Linked DNA regions of Mus musculus: region 2 is linked to region 1. The links are chromatin contacts, called in public HiChIP or PLAC-seq maps. All regions are on one chromosome and are shown on one strand. The core of a region is the stretch at or near the end of the contact, and the rest is flanking DNA. Distances in the headings are between cores, read along the strand shown. Region 1 holds the start of Ssx2ip (synovial sarcoma, X 2 interacting protein). Region 2 overlaps Ttll7 (tubulin tyrosine ligase-like family, member 7).

Evidence for each region. HiChIP or PLAC-seq counts read pairs in DNA pulled down with a chosen protein or histone mark.
Region 2: a contact with region 1 is called in an H3K4me3 HiChIP or PLAC-seq map of embryonic forebrain, with 4 times the contacts expected there. The contact joins the enhancer-like site here to the promoter of Ssx2ip in region 1. A contact is called at or near these places in 17 of 39 promoter capture datasets (the 3T3-L1 cell line, 3T3-L1-derived adipocytes, the C10 cell line and 11 more) and 2 of 115 datasets of contacts at active chromatin or transcription factors (embryonic forebrain and forebrain).

The regions. Positions count from the first base shown.
Region 1 is chr3:146,403,082-146,406,875 of GRCm38.p6, forward strand. Ssx2ip (synovial sarcoma, X 2 interacting protein) reads left to right here and starts at 1,561. Exons shown (of 14, transcript NM_001355661.1): 1 at 1,561-1,854.
Region 2 is chr3:146,944,314-146,947,686 of GRCm38.p6, forward strand. It overlaps Ttll7 (tubulin tyrosine ligase-like family, member 7), which reads left to right. Exons shown (of 21, transcript NM_001357217.1): 17 at 781-915; 18 at 3,265-3,345. Among named protein-coding and RNA genes, the nearest start is that of Ttll7, 94 kb to the left of the region's middle. Within about 2 kb of position 1,883, at least 48 of the 459 cell types and tissues checked have an H3K27ac peak or open chromatin away from gene starts, as enhancers often do. A contact at or near this core is called in embryonic forebrain, where this site is marked.

The DNA.
Region 1 (3,794 bases), core at 311-2,810:
TCATGTTTTGCTTGGTTGAGAAATTTAGTCTTGAACTCACATTTTCAGAGTTCTTTCCCACAGCCTTTTAAGGGCAGCCCTGAAGGTCACAGTGTTTACCGTGTTTGCTAAGGACATACTTTTGCCTCCCAGACTTGCGCTGTCTCTGATTATCATTAACCTTAACGGGGAGCATTCCCTGATGGAGGAACATAGAATATGTACATTATTATACAAACAAGCCTTATGCCCACAGCAGCCATTGAACATTCATGGAGGCCCGTGCCCTGCTCTCTCTGTTCCAGGGGTGGGACCATACCATGCTGTCCCTTGCACGGCCAAGCCGGACTCAGCATTTAAAGAATAAATGCCACGTTAAGATGTTTCTTGAGAGAGGAAAAGGAGTGTTTTGGAGAGTGGACAAGGGAACTTTCAGAACACCCCCTCGGATGCAGAGGGAGCAACCTCACCCCACTAATGGTCTAACTTCGAGAGTAAGACAGTCATTGGCAGTAATTTCTCACTGGCACTGTGCTCCAAAGCGCCTTTGTAATGATGTATCCTTGCTACCTGTATTTAGCATCCAATCTCCTTCAAATCCATTGTTCATTTCTGCACTCTGATCTTCTACCTAGCACTGTGGGCATGTGTAGTCCTTGTTCCTCTCTGTCTTGTTCTTCTGTGGCAGTGGTGTATTTCTTGTGTTCCTTTTACGATGTTTTGTTCTCACAGGAGCCACTTAACCCCAAACCTCTTTTTTTTTTTCCTCTTGAGTAAACAGCTTGCTAGAACCCCACCACCCTACCCTTTACTAAGGTTTCTCCATTTTCCTTTCCCAGGGGAACTTTAGGTGAAAATAGTAGGGAGAGGCAAGTGGATTTGGCCAATTGCCACTGTCCTACATTTTCTTGGCACTCATGGAGAGGGCCTAGGGAGTTTTTCATCAAGGTCTAGTTCACAAGTACCTTTTCTTAGTTTCCCTTTCCAGCTGTCTCCTCCCTAGGTCCCTTCCTTTGCCTTAGTTTGTTTTATTCACTACTTGAGCTTCTCTCATAACGCCCAGGCTAGCCTCAAGCTGCCAATGACCTTGTACTTCAATTCTGCCGGATCACAGACCCTCACATGCGTTCTGTGCAGTCCTGAGGAATGAACTCGGGGTTTCACGCGCACTACCCTGGCCCTGGTTTTACACGGATTTCTGTGCATTGGCGCATTGATTCCAGAGGCCACTACCTTCCTTCTCCAGGGCCTGACCTAATTCTGGAATGCCCCGGTGTCTCTCCGTTCTGGGGAGCGCACCTGGTTCTCCAGAGAGCATTGGGGTTCAGGGGTGGCCTCAGAGGCCCGGCTCTAAAGCGGCTAGGACCCTCCTCTTGTCCCCGTGGAGAGCTGGGGGCGGGGAGCAGCGGCCGGGTGACCCCGGGTGTAACAGGTGCGGTAGCCGCAGCTGCGCGGGGGAGAGCGGCTTGGCGTCTGCTGGGGGTTGTCGGAGGCTAGTCCTCGCTGGACCAATGCGGGCCGCGGTTGTTCGTCGCCTGGCAACCGGCGGAGCCAATGGGCGGCGCCAGCGCGGGGCGGGGTGGGATGGGCGCCCGCCGAGGAAAGCGGCGAGAGGCGGGCCGGGCGGACCGGGCGGGCTGGAGGCTGCGCGGAGCCGCTGCGTGCCGCCGCGGGTGCGGGCCCGCGGGCTGCGGGAGGCGTGAGCCGCTCCCGGAGCCGTGACGGTGAGCGGCGGGATTGTGACGCGCAGGCGGGGAGGAGGGCACCGGGCTGGACGTGGACGCAGGCACCGGGGCCGACTCTGGGCGGGCTCGTCGCGGCCGTTGCAGCGGTTGGAGAGCGTTGCTGCCCGCCGCCTGCAGCGGAAAGTGCGAGGTAGGTGCTGGGGGGGCCCCGCGCCCTTTCGGGATGCGGCGCGGGCGCGCGCGGGGTCCCTTTGGCCCGACCGCGCGGGCTTGGCGAGTCCTCCGAGGCTGCCGCAGGACTTAGCGAGTGAGGTCTGCCGCTGCTGCAGGGGTAGGTGGCTCATAGTGGTCCAGCCCCACGTTTAGGGGAAGAACTTACATCATCGCAGGGGCAGGCTTGTTTGAGAAATTATTTGGCCCCGGATTTTCCAGTGGTGTAGAGTGCGTAAATGGTGAGCTCTGTCCGGGTCAGCACATATTTCTCCTGGTGCAGATTGCTGGGTTATGCAAGTCACCTGGGCCCAGGAAATAAAACTTGCCCAATAATTCCCCATCAGCACCAGTAGAGGAATCTTTACATTAATACCCACAGTTCAGGCTCCTTAGTCCTGCGTGTCAGATTCATAACCAGCCACGCCGATGCAGTTGTGAGAGCCGGGAGTTTCTTCTAGAATCCAGGCTGGATGAAAGGTGGAGCCCAAGGATGAGAGCCTTCTGGATTTGATATTTGCTTCAATTCAGTTTAGAGTCCAGGCCTGGAGTTAGCTGAAAATAGTGCTACCATGGAGCCCGCAAGGTTCCGGAGGAAAACCTTTCTAGTCCCAAATTTGATCTTGAACGGAAAGGTCTGTATATGACGTGACACATTTACGAGGCTGGATAAAATTCAAAACCGTCGATCCAGCTAGCAAAACTTAAGCCATCCAATCTCCTTACTCCCCAAGAGCCTGTGGGCCCACGAAGCTTAGAGTGTTCATTCAAACTAAACAAGAAAAGCTGTGCTCCCAGTCGACACTTTGTCCTGCCCGGTGTGCACAGAAGTTCCTCGTACAAAGTGGCTCTCTGAGAGGATTAGGAATGGATAGAATTCAAACCGGGGCGTTTTCTTTGGTAACTGTTGGGGCCCCTACAGCCTGTCATTTTACACCCTTCCTTTCCTTCTTGTTCTCCATCTGTACAGGGAAGATAATAGGTCCAGGGATTAAGTAACAGGGCCACAGCAGCTTGGAGATAACTGCTGGGGCCGGGCCACTCCAGGATGAAATGTGAAACTCGATCCATGACACACTTGAGCCTTGTGACAAGACTTGTTAAGTCCACAGCATCCTAGGCTTGCTCAGGCAGGTGTACGCACCATGGAAAAGTTAACTGTTCATGTTAGCCCAGAAGGCCTCCAACCCAGCCCAGTCAAATTATGTACTTGGGCTCTCTTAAAATGGGAAAACTGGACAAACCAGCTTGTCGGCCCAAACCGGTTAGGATACAGATTTTGTGAAAGTGCCCTCACTTAGCATTCAGCTAGAGAGAGGGGGGGGAGAGAGCGCCTAGAAAACACTTTTCCACAGGGACTTGAATCATGTTTACATTGGAGCAGTAAGCCCCCCCCCCTCCCACACACACACACTGCTCCTGTCTTTATCCCAGCTCCCTGGGAGGCTAAGGTAGGGGATACGCGTGAGTTTAGGAGTCCCAGACAAAGTAGAACAACATACAGATCTTCATAAAAAACAAACACCTTTCATTCTGAACGACCTCACACGTTCCTTGGGGAACCAGACCAAGCCGGGCCATGCACATGCAAGGCTAGGGTTCTGTTGCTGAGCAGTGAAACCCGGTGCGCCTTGATTCTGAGGCAAGGCTGCCTTGTTACTAGCTTGCCCAAGCAGTCCTTGAACTTGCAGTTCTCCTGCTTCAGCCTCCCAGAAGCTGGGCTTATAGGTTTCTAGGCTCAGTTTCAAAAGTGATTTTTAGTGTTAGCTTCCTGTATCTTTTACAGTAGCTGTGGACTCACCTTGTTGGCTTAGCCATTAGTTCATAACGAGGCTGTGTGAGTCTGTTGTGTGTCTTGGGCAATTATGGTTAGGTGGTTGTGAGCGTACATCTTACCTTAAAGCCATGAGCCTATAGAAT
Region 2 (3,373 bases), core at 633-3,132, 540 kb after region 1:
CTTCTGTAATTCAGTCATGACCCTGGGAAACTGCATTGTTCTCTATCTCCTGATGCAGGAGGGTAACGTTGTTGGTAATCATTTCCTGATGCAGGAGGATAACGTTGTTGGTAATCGTTTTTATAAACACGTTTCTTTTTCTTGCAATATCTCAATCTCCTATAGAAACAAGCACAATTAGTGTATGGAAAATGCCTCTTTTAGACTCCAATAGTTTAAAAACTGGTTTAAAAAATTCTACTCATCGAGCCTAGGCGTGATGCTGTTTAGAATGCTTTCTGCAGATTATATTAACAAGGAATATCTCCTTTTCAGCATAAACTAGAGAAATTTACAATTGAGAAAGTCGGTGGTTTTATTATATTTTGCTGGAGCTAGACCAGAGAGTTATATAAAGTCTCTGTTTCATTAACATTAACAAATTTAAGAACGAGTCTTTCCAGTGGGAGAACTCTGGAGATATAACTGAATTCACTCCCTTCATAATGATGACTGATCTTACTATCCAATCCAAGAATCGGTGGCAAGTGAAACAAATTAGGAAGTCCTTTTGAATTACTCATAGGTAATGTTTATATCCCGAGCAAGATAAAATACAACCAGGAGAAAATACAAAAGACATTCTTACAAATAATAACCATTTTAATGTTAAACATTCGCAAATAAATGTCCACTTAAAAAATTAACAATGTGTCCCTTTTACCTGAAACTATCTTTCACATTATACTGGTACAGTGGAATAAGACCCCCTCCATGTGTCTGTATTCTTTCAAATTTAAGAACGAGTCTTTGCGGCAATTGAAAACCAAAGAGCAGGAAGACGACCTCACCAGTCAGACCTTGTTTGTCCTCAAGGACATGAGAATCCGCTTTCCGGGGAAGTCAGACGCAGAGTCGGAGCTCCTGATAGAAGATGTGAGTATTTGTATAAAATCCAAAGAGCATCTGTCTACTCTTCTGAGAGCATTAAAATGTATTGCCTGGGACCAGGGAGATAGATCTGTTGGTAAAACCCTTCCTGAGCCAGCATGGTCTTAGGCTGGGTCCTCAGAACTTACATAAAGAGCTGGCATGGTGGCCTGCAGCTGTGACCTCAGTACTGGAAAGGCAGAGGAAGGAAGACTCCTGAGAGTTCCCAGAGGTGAGCCGCAGCTCCCAGGGAAACGTCATTCAAGCCTGACCTCTGACCTCCACAGGCATGCATGCACACACATGTGCACACACATAAACACCAGCATATATGTGCATTGTACACATATGTACATGCACACATGCCTCCTATACATCTACACACATACAAAAAATGTATTTTCTGATCAAATTATAATTGATTGAATAGGAAATGTAATTGATATTGCTTTTAGCCCCCAGAAACTTTACAAAGTAAAAGAATTCATTTTAGTTATTAGGAACATTTTATCATATAATAAGGCTTTCAAGTAAGAATAATTAGCATCAAATAATAACTGTTCTTCATGATCAAAGAAATATCAGGGTAAACTCTTCTATTTAAAAACTAAGTTGAAGAGCTTAAGATGAAAAGAGACAGGATGAAAATAGCGCCTTGGTATAAAATGTCAAGATGAATTACAGGTGATGCCTGGAAAATCACGTTTTGAAACAGCCTGGATGAGTTATTTTCACGCCCGCCACCTAGTGGAGCGTTTGGGTGGCAGATGTTCAAACGCTCCGCAGTCAGGACTTGCTCCTCTCTTAAAAAGAAATCCAAGGTCACGGGAATGGTTTGATGGAAGAACATTTCTTCACTCAAGGTTTCTCTTATCCGCCCAACACGCTTTATAAATGCCCACAGTTAGGTCATCCATCGGCCACAGAACGTTTTGAGGGTCGGGTTGGTGGCTTGTGATTTTCTTTTCCCCAGAAGACAAGGCGCCATCTAGTGGTCATATGTAGAATAAGAACCAAAGCTCTCACTGGGTCCTCTTATTGTTCATCCAATGATATGAAACAAGTGCATAGAAATAACGAAACAAGAGAAAGATTTCTTGCTGCAAAAATCTGCAACGGCATCATATTATTGTTATTAGAGAATTATCGTTAAGTATCCAAGTCTTTTGAATTTTGTGCTAAGTTTTGTTTTGTTTTTTGTTTTTTTTTTCAAAAGTGAAAGTTAGATGCTGTTTGTCAGGGAGCTTGTTACAACAAAAGAAAATTGAAAATTTTATAAGGCATTGTGATAGATATGTTTTACATTTTTTTTTATTTAGTGTGTTTATGTGTGTTGGTCCCAGGGATTAGAAGAAGGTTACACTTGGCAGCAAGCATCTTTGGCCAACGAGCTTCATCGCCAGCCTGGAAATGTTTCCACTCACTTTGATAATGTTTATTTCTAAGAAAAGCCAGTAACTTTGAAGCAGGCACATCATTTTTGTCTGTCTTTTATGATCTGATATTTTCTTCTCGAATTTATTTCTTTTATTGAATATTTGCCTCCGTGTGTGTATGTGCACCACATGTGTGCCCGCTGCTCAGAGGTCAAGGACGGCATCACAGCCCCTAGGACAGGAGTCATAGACTATGTGTGGCCAAGTGGGTGCTAGGGATTGTACCCAGGTTCCCTACAAGAGGAACGAGTGCTCTTAGCCACTGAGCGATCACCTTGGTTCCACTGAGGTCTGCTGTTTTTAATTAGAAAACGAGAGAGAGAGACACTAATGTATGTGGCTATTGCGATTCTTCCATAAAGAAGATTGTTAGGCTTATACAATCAATGAAACGTAATTAATAATTAATGTCAGGCATTAGATTCTTTGCTGTATTTCTGCTGTGTTCCAGACTTGAATGCTTGCTACAGTATCCATTACTAGGGTGTATACTGAGGAATTCTGTAGAATTCTGTAGGTAATACAAAACAAAGGGCTAGTAGAACTCTAATTGAATATAGGCTGACTTTGAATGTATTGTTCAATATTCTATCACTATGTGGGTAACACAGCCCTGTGAGTAAAGATAGAAAAATCTGTGTTGGAGTCCTACCTAAAATGTGTGTATCCAAGGATTTCTGGCTTTTACTCTCTGAGTGATATTACTCTTACTGGAGAGAAAGAAATGGGCTCAGGTTTAGAACCTCTGACTTGTCTAAATCTCTGCAGGTATCTTTCTATGAATGGTAGAATTGTTATTATAAGTAGTGCTCTCATAGTGCTGTCACTGCACGGATGAATACAGTCATGGATAACAGGGTCATTCACTATTCTCTGTGAGCATTCTAGCCTAAATTTGTTAACTTCTCTCCCCCAATAGATCATGGATAACTGGAAGCATTATAAAACAAAAGTGGCTTCATATTGGCTCATAAAATTGGACTCTGTAAAACAACGGAAAGTGAGTAGCACATGAAGATCACTTGGCC